3 separate regions of the Sus scrofa genome follow, and all the other regions are linked to region 1. Evidence: chromatin contacts called from public HiChIP or PLAC-seq data. All regions are on one chromosome and are shown on one strand. The core of a region is the stretch at or near the end of the contact, and the rest is flanking DNA. Distances in the headings are between cores, read along the strand shown.

Evidence for each region. HiChIP or PLAC-seq counts read pairs in DNA pulled down with a chosen protein or histone mark.
Region 2: an H3K27ac HiChIP or PLAC-seq map of alveolar macrophages shows a contact between it and region 1. The contact joins two enhancer-like sites. A contact is called at or near these places in 2 of 2 datasets of contacts at active chromatin or transcription factors (alveolar macrophages and skeletal muscle).
Region 3: a contact with region 1 is called in an H3K27ac HiChIP or PLAC-seq map of alveolar macrophages. The contact joins two enhancer-like sites. A contact is called at or near these places in 1 of 47 Hi-C or Micro-C datasets (epiblast stem cells) and 1 of 2 datasets of contacts at active chromatin or transcription factors (alveolar macrophages).

What each region holds. Positions count from the first base shown.
Region 1 is chr6:152,959,129-152,961,929 of Sscrofa11.1, reverse strand. FGGY (FGGY carbohydrate kinase domain-containing protein) reads left to right here. Exons shown (of 16, transcript XM_021097811.1): 8 at 1,037-1,140. Among named protein-coding and RNA genes, the nearest start is that of HOOK1, 250 kb to the right of the region's middle. Within about 2 kb of position 1,434, at least 29 of the 83 cell types and tissues checked have an H3K27ac peak or open chromatin away from gene starts, as enhancers often do. A contact at or near this core is called in alveolar macrophages, where this site is marked.
Region 2 is chr6:153,726,240-153,729,040 of Sscrofa11.1, reverse strand. No RefSeq gene overlaps it. Among named protein-coding and RNA genes, the nearest start is that of MYSM1, 28 kb to the left of the region's middle. Within about 2 kb of position 1,415, at least 1 of the 83 cell types and tissues checked has an H3K27ac peak or open chromatin away from gene starts, as enhancers often do. A contact at or near this core is called in alveolar macrophages, where this site is marked.
Region 3 is chr6:153,609,825-153,612,625 of Sscrofa11.1, reverse strand. No RefSeq gene overlaps it. Among named protein-coding and RNA genes, the nearest start is that of JUN, 75 kb to the left of the region's middle. Within about 2 kb of position 1,390, at least 4 of the 83 cell types and tissues checked have an H3K27ac peak or open chromatin away from gene starts, as enhancers often do. A contact at or near this core is called in alveolar macrophages, where this site is marked.

The sequences.
Region 1 (2,801 bases), core at 185-2,684:
CCCGAGGGAGCTATTCTCTCCCGCATTCCGACCTCTGCTCTCTGCCCCCAGCACTTTCCACCTCCTGCTGTGACCTCGTTGGAAAGGTTTGCGTGGTTGTGGCTCCCACATCCTACCCAATGTATCATGAAGGTGCTTGCTGGGTATTTGAATAAATGACGGGCAACTCCAGGCTCTAAACACTCTCTCTGACTCTCCCCTCACAGTTGTAACTTCACTTGCCCACAAGTATCAAAGAACACGCCCCGTGTATCATTTTATGGGTAGAAGGTGCTTATGGGTATTTGGATAAATGATGGGTGACTCCGGGCTCTAAACAGTCTGACTCTGCCCTCACACTTGTAACTTCACTTGCCCAGCAAGTATCAAGGAACACACTCCGTGCAAAGCCGCCTGAGCTTATACCATTTATGGGAAACTCTCTGCTACCTGGCGTTCTTTCAACAGACACTGACTGTCAGTCACTCTGTCCTTTATTCCAAGTTCTGGGATGAGCAGTACTGAGGATGGTGACCCAGAGATCTGATCATCAGAGGATTCTGTCGCCTTCAGTGAGATGGAAATGTGATGTGTCAAACCAGAGTCCCCTCCGCCCTGCCCCTTCCCAGCAGTGTGACCTTGGACGGGTCACTCAGCCCATAGATGAGCCTTCATTCCTCTGCTGATGTGTGCCATTCATCATTTCAGCTTGATAGGCTTCCTATAAAATGAGACCGTACATATAAACATCAGCAGAGTGTCTGGGATTTTGTGAGCAAAAAAATCACTGATAGCGGGTGCCTTTATTATTCTAATGACAGTGACTTATTATTCCAGTGTTGGATGCCATACACTGACGCTGAAAGCCAAAAACAGGTTTCCTGGTTGCCCAGGCTGACCAGTGAGCCCTTTTGGTTTCTGTTTGAGACTGGTCTGCACGTCTGTTTGAGACGTGGTCTCAACGTCCTTTGGTATAAAAAAGAGAGTATCATTATGTTTGTTTTAGCTTTCTTTCCTTCTCCTTTTTCTAAGAGAGTTTTGTTTTGCTTTCTCACAGGAGTGATTGGAGCAGATGTGAGGGGGCACGGCCTCGCTTGTGAGGGACAGCCAGTGACGTCACGGCTGGCTGTCATCTGTGGAACATCTTCTTGTCACATGGGGGTGAGTCTGCCGGGTGAGGGCGGGGCTGCCACACTCGGGAGGATGGCCAGCCTGGGAGGAGGGAACCGCTGGCCCCTTTGCCCCTCAGCTCCTCCCTTCCTGCCCCCCCACCACACACACACCGTGGTTTATCTAGCTGGAAGCCCAGCCTTCCCACTAATAGCCTTGCTTATTAGATTTGCCAGACCCTTTTCCAGGGGCCAAATTCTTAAAAAGTGTGAAAAGGGTAGAGTCTGCCTTTAACATCACCCTGGCCAGAGAACCCATGGCTTGAGGGGTGAAATCGGATCCAGAGATGGCAACGCCTCGCTCCCAGACAATCTGTCCCCAATGGGTAGCTGCGTCTTCTTTGCAAAGGGGTGTCTGTTTTCCTTGGCCACTGAGCTCTCTCTCAATCAATATAAATCCATCTCCCTGGGAGCGCCCTGGTGATGTATAGAATTAGGCTGCATATCACGACTTTGAAAGAACACTGATAAGCAATTTTCACTTTGCTAATTTTTCTCCATGAATTAGTAGAAAGGCTTTCTCCAAGATTGCAGCTAAAATTTAGTGCCTGCCCTAAAATTTATATCTTCTTTAAATGCATGAGTCTGAAAGCATTCCATTTCGATAAGTACCCATTTCTACCATATTTTTATTTAAAAGTCATTACTCTGTTAAACTGAGATGGACGACTCCTTGAATTTTTCCCAGATAAGTAAAATAGGGGCGAGAGTGGTGGAGGAGGAGGAGGGCAAATGGGGGAGTGAGCGGCGGGGGCATGAGTAAGGATTAGAGTGGGGTCTGAGATGCAGTCGAGGGCAGAGGCCCTGTGACAATGGAGGGTACATATGATGCGAAACTGTTTAGCTGCCGTAGGGACCAGTGATCGTCTTGTACCATAAAATATTTTGGTTGCGTAAATATCGATACATTGACTTATTCATGGATCCTCTGCCCTTGTGTCTGGGACTGTGGCAAATCCTGGGGACACTAGGATAACATAGGGCCTCCCATTGGTGAGATGGAATTATAATAGGTATGACAGTAAAAGGCTCCACAGTATAGATGCAGATTGAGCCTGTGATACTGAGCATCTGGTAGGTACCAGGCATGGCATCGGGGGTTTTCATTTTGCAGGGGTGGTGGGGCTGTGTTTCCAGACTGGTTTCCAATCCCACATCCTCCATGAGCTAAGGATGGGCCCTTGGGCTGGGCACTTCACACCTCCGGGCCCCAGATCCTTCCTGTGCGAGATGTGGGAAGTATAATACATATCTCATAGTATCATGAAGGTGATTTGAGGCAATATAATGTGCTTCATATGAAGTGAGCCCTTTTCAAGGCTTAGTCTCTGTCATCAGCCCTCATATTATTGGGCAGAAAGGACACAGTGATTACCTGCCTGGGAGGGTCCAAGGCCACTACCTGAGAGGACTTGGTGCCAGACTTTCTCGCAGCCCTTCAAAAAAAAAAAAAAAAAAGCTTTCCTGGAGCTCCCGTTGTGGCACAACAGGGTCAGCAGCATTTTTGGGAACACTGGGACACAGGTTTGATCCCCAGCCCAGACCAGTGAGTTAGGGCTCCGGCATTACTGCAGCTGCGGCTTAGGTCATGACTCTGGCTCCAGTCTGATCCCTGGCCTGGGAGCTCCACATGCCGTGGGATAGCCAAAAATG
Region 2 (2,801 bases), core at 166-2,665, 770 kb before region 1:
TTCTCAGAAATGAAGATTGGTCCCCACTCCTGCCCATGCTTTAGTCAGGAAGCTTCAGGTCTTTCCTCCTCTTTCTCAGGAGGCTGATGTCCCCCAGCTGGTGGGAGGGGCCACAGGGAAGATCCAGACAGAATAAGCTGGAAGAAGATGCTCTAGAAGGCAGAAAGAGAGAGAACAGCCTCCCTTTTCTTTCTCCAGCTCCCAATTTCTTCCACTGATGGGCAGGACTTGACAGTACAGAGGCGGAGAGACTGAAAATTCCTGGGCTCTTGCTTCCTCATCGGTAACATGGAAGCACTATGACTTGGTGGAGGTTGTATGAGAGGTATTCATTCTCTGCGTAGAGCATCTGGGATCCACTCAGTTGTGACTGCCTACAAGATGTCAATGCTGAGGGCTCAGCTACGCCTGGAACATGGGGCATCCTTGGTGGATGCTGGCGTTACTGAGGAGAAACAGGACAGACAGGATCTTTGGTACCCAGTCCAGACTCTCTGCCTTTGGCTGCAGCCCCTCCACATTTCAATAGCTCTTTTCCTAAACGGGCAGTTCTCACGTTGGCTGCACATTAAAATATCCTGAGGTGCTTTTATAAATCTTGAGGCCCAGACTGCATCCCAAACCAAGTGAACAGAATTTCTAGGGGTGGGATCCAGTGATCAATGCCACAGCCCTTGGCCTCCTCCTTACCTGAGATCCACCCTGTGTATGAACTTCCCTTCCTACCACCTTACCCTTGCCCTTGGATCCTGGACAGATTAATTAAACCCTTCTGAGCCTTAACTTTTTTGGGGGGCTGCACCTGGGGCATATGGAAGTTTCCAGGCTAGGGGTCGAATCGGAGCTACAGCCTCTGGCCTACACCACAGTCACAGCAATGCCAAATCTGAGCTGAGTCTGCGACTCAGACCACAGCTCAGGGCAACGCCGGATCCTTAACTCATTGAGCGCGAGGGCAGGAATTGAACCCACTTCCTCTTGGTTCCTAGTTGGGTTCATTAACTGCTGAGTCCCAAAGGGAACTCTGAGCCTTGACTTTCTTATCAGGACAACAGGGGTGTAGGGGAGACAGTGGACAGCCTACCAGCATCCATTTCCTCCTTTTTCTTTCCAAGCAGAAGGCTGAGTTTGGAAGCTGACCAGCTCCAGGTGTAGGCCTGTTTGGCCCAAGGGTTGTCCAATTTTGCCAGTGATTGGTTTAGGAACAAGACTGTGGACCCAACTCTATTAAGTAAGATATGAGAGGAGGCTTCTAGGGAGTTTTCTGGCTCCTGAGAAAGAACAAGAAGAGCTTCTGTGTGGCATCTTGATCAGACTCTTGGACTGTTGCCACCATCCCGTAACCAGCCTGAGGATGAAGGCAGTGCAGGGGCATGGCACTGAAAGATGAATTCTGGGAGTTCCCATTTCGGTTCAGTGTAAACAAACCTGACTAATGTCCAAGAGGACATGAGTGGGATCCCTGGCCTTGCTCAGTGGGTTAAGGATCCGGTGTTGCTGTGAGCTGCATGGTAGGCTGGCAGCTACAGCCCCAATTCTACCCCTAGCCTAGGAACTTCCATATGTCACAAGTGTGGCAGAAAGAAAGAAAGAAAGGAAGGAAGGAAGGAAGGAAGGAAGGAAGGAAGGAAGGAAGGAAGGAAGGAAGGAAGGAAGAGATGAATTTTGGTTACCTGGAGTTTTTAGAAGATTAAGTCACAAGAATAAGAGTAGAAAACCAGCATTTACTGAGTCCCTATCATGCTCCAGGCTCTGTATTAAGTCTATCATGATAGGTCCTATTTCATGTAATTCTGACATTATGGTGGGTGGGCATTATAAAGTACTCAGCCTGTAGAGTTGGATCAGTTGATTTTAATTTTAGCTTCAACATTTAGGCAAATGCGTGACACTCTCTAAACCTCAGTTTTCTCATCTGTGAAATGAGACGAATGGAACCTACACATCATGGGACTGTTGGAAGGACTAAATGAAATAATGCATGTGGGAGTTCCTGTCGTGGCTCAGTGGAAATGAATCTGACTGGTATCTGTGAGGGTGCAGGTTCGATCCCTGGCCTTACTCAGTGGGTTAAGGATCGGGCATTGCCATGAGCTGTGCTGTAGGTTGCAGATGCAGTTGGGATCTGGCATTGCTGTGGCTGGGGTATAGGCCGGAGTCTGCAGCTCCAATTAGACCCCTAGCCTGGGAACTTCCACATGCCTTGGGTGTGGCCCTAAAAAAAAAAAAAAAGACAAAAAAAGAAATAATGCATGAAAACCAGGTGTTATTTATTTTTTAAATCAACTTTGTAAGGTAGTTATTATTATTATTATTATCATTATTTACTTTTTACATATGAATAAAGTGAGAATCACAAAGCCCACTGACTGAACCAAGATCCCACGATATACAAGCAGTGGAGTTGGGATTGAAACCCAAGACCTCACTCCTAATCTACCGCTTGTGCCTCTTTCCACTCCTCTCCTGCTTTCCATACTCAGTTGAGGAAATCTCAACAATTCCCTGCAGTAAGCAGTGCAAAGGGAATTCTTCCACAAACACAGGTTTGCAAGCAAACTGGGTGAAAGTGAGAAGCCAGACCTGCCTGAGGCATGGGTGTAACCGAAGAGCTGTGAAAGGTGAGGATCCCCGTGCAGCAGAACACTTTCAGGTTTGCAAATAACAAAGGACCATAAGATCATAGACTCTTAGGGTTCAAAGAATCTTCAGAAATCATATAACCCAACCCAAGCTGTGCGGGAATTTCTGCTTTCCTCCCTCTTGAGGTAACAGGATTCCTACTTTCCAGAGGAGGCCAT
Region 3 (2,801 bases), core at 141-2,640, 650 kb before region 1:
GGAGAAAGGAAGGAAATAAGAAATGAATTAATTTATTCTACTACATTGATGTGCTAAGTGTCTAAAAGGTGCCATGCCCTGATATTCAATGAATAGCAGAGGCTACACACATGAAGGGGTGTGTGTGTGTGTGTATGTGTGTGTATGTGTGAGCATGTGCGAGGAGGAATTGGTGATGAACTCTGAGGACAAATCAGAGGTTGCCCTCTTGACTTGGCTTTCTGCACTGAGGCTTTCAGAATCCAGAGGAGAGAAGAGAGGGATCTGTTTTGATGCCCAACTGAGTTATTGAGAGCTGGTTTGAGAGGACTCTTCAAACAGTTTCTGAAAGCAGGTGATTTTTTTGCAAATGAGGGCTTGTCGGCATATGGTATTTGGATGATATAATTTCTTTAATTGAAAGTGTTATCTTAACCAGAGAGTTTTGCAAAACCCCCAAACAAAGACATCTGTTGCTGTTTTTGTTCTTTTCCCCAGCAAACAATCTGGTGGTGAAAAATAGGAATTACAAAATGGAGAGCCAGGGAAAATTGTGGATTTGAAAAACAAACCCCTTCATCTTTAAAAGGGGGGCAGTTAATCAAGGTGCAAGGCAGACAACTTCTGAATAGAGTCTTCTATAACATCTTGGATCATTAGAACCCTACTTCTTTAGATATCAATAATTATTAAGAAAGAACCAAAGAGATGAGTTTGTGGCAAATTTAATGCATTTCTATGTTGTCTGTGGGCCTCAACTATCAGCTCTGTGCTGCTGGTACCTTGGCTGAATCTCCAGGTCAGATCCTTTGATCCACTGGTCTCTTGGACATCTCTTCCTGATGCACCTCTGATCAAAACTGACCTCATCAGCCCACTGGAACCAGCTTCTCCTCTTGAATTCTCCATTTTGGGGAACATCCCACCACCCACTCAGTCCCCCAGGACCTTCCCCTTCCTGGAGACCAGCACAAACTGAAATCAGGACTCAAGGTTTTCTGCTTGGAAAGAATCTCCACCCTGCTCCCTTTTCTTCACTCCCAATATCAATGCATCTTTCTCTCAGATTGCTGCCATGGCCCTGCCCCTCTCCAGGCCTGTATCTGATCTTGACCCCTGAATCAGTCAGGGTCACAGCAGGAAGCAGAACTCACTTCACATCATTTCAATGAAGAGCCATTAGTGGAGGGACACATAGGTGGTGACAGGGTTCATGGCAAGAAGAAGATGTCAAGTTTCCCAGAGCCTAGCAACAGCTGGAAGCTGTTACCATCTCTAGGACCAGAGGGACAAGGGGAAGAAATAAAGATACTGAAGCTCAGTGAAAACTAGAACCAGTGAGGAAGTGTTGCCCCGTGGGAAATACTAGAAAGTCTATGCAGAAGCAGGGAGGAAACAGAAGAAATCACATGATGCTTCCTCTGCCCACCTTCCTTCTCCTTGCTGAAGCTTCCTGTTGTTTGAGTATAGAAGTCTGGTTCTAGGGTGCCAGAAGGCCCAGTCAGCAGGGTCAGCCTCCTGGGGCAGGGGTGCTCAGAGCTGGCAGAGGGGTTGAGAATGGATCTGGGAACATGGAAAAGGGTGACAGGATGGATAGCCCTCTCTCCACATATCTGTTCTGCACTCTGAGACCCATGTGCTAGCTCTAAAACCAGGATGATGTTGTCTTTGAACTGAACTGCTTTTTTTTTTTTTTTCCTGGAGTCTTTTACTTCCGGTTCAGTCACACAGAGAGCATTCATCATCTCACTGTTGACCGGGAGCCACCTCTCCAGTTCATGGAATGTGTCACTCTGGGTGGTCTCTGGTCTGAGACCGCTAATTTCATGTTGTACCATGAAACCACCCTGTCCTTCAAACCCTCTTCTCCCCTCACCCACTGCCTGCCCACCTACCTCCAGGAGCTGAACCATTTTTGAAACTCTTCCTTGCACCCAGAATAAACCAAAGCTCCTTAAGCTGTCATCAAATATTCCTTTGACCCCTTCTGACCTCTCTAGTCCCATCTCTCACCACCCCTGGTCCTTACTCAATACCCCAGCTCTACTGCATAACTTCCAGGCCCCTGAATACACCATGCTGTTCTAAATCTCTGTGCCTTAGTAAATGTTCCTTTCTTTCCTTGGAATACCCTCTCAGCCCACCCACATCTTCCCAACATCATTTACCTGAAGAATTGCAAGTCTTTCTTCCAAACCTAGTTCAGAGGTCACCTCCTCCAGGAAGACATCTCTAACTGTCCTGCTCTTCTACCTGAGTCCATCACACCTACCTCTGAGCAATCTTTATTATATCTACTTTTCTTTTTACACTATTGACATTCTTTGTGAAGGGTCTTGAACCCGTCTGTATCCTCCAGCCAGAATGGCTGCTCCTTGAAGGCAAAGACTGTGTATCATGCATCTTGGCATCCCAGCTGATTGTCCTAGCACTTAGAATATTAAATCTGTTAAGCAAATATTTAAGGAGGAAAAGAAAGTAGGGAGTAAGAGAGGGAAGAATGGAGGAAAGGAATCATTACAGCTCCTCAAAGCATTTTTAAGCACCTTGCCTCCTCTGATCTTCACAAGTAGTCTAAGTGCTGGGGGAGGGATGGTTACCTGAGATAAGGACACTAAGTCTCAGAAGGAATGGGAGGAGGCTTGGCACTGAGAAGAGCTGGGGATTGGGAATAAGTGGATTAGATTTGAGCTCCAGGTCTCTAACTTTTGGGATGTGAGTTCTTTTCTGAACTAAGAGCTTTCCTGAGTCTTTGCTACCTCTCTGTAAGTTGGGCATAATAATGACACTTACCTCCCAGAGTTGTTGGGGAGGCAGTATAT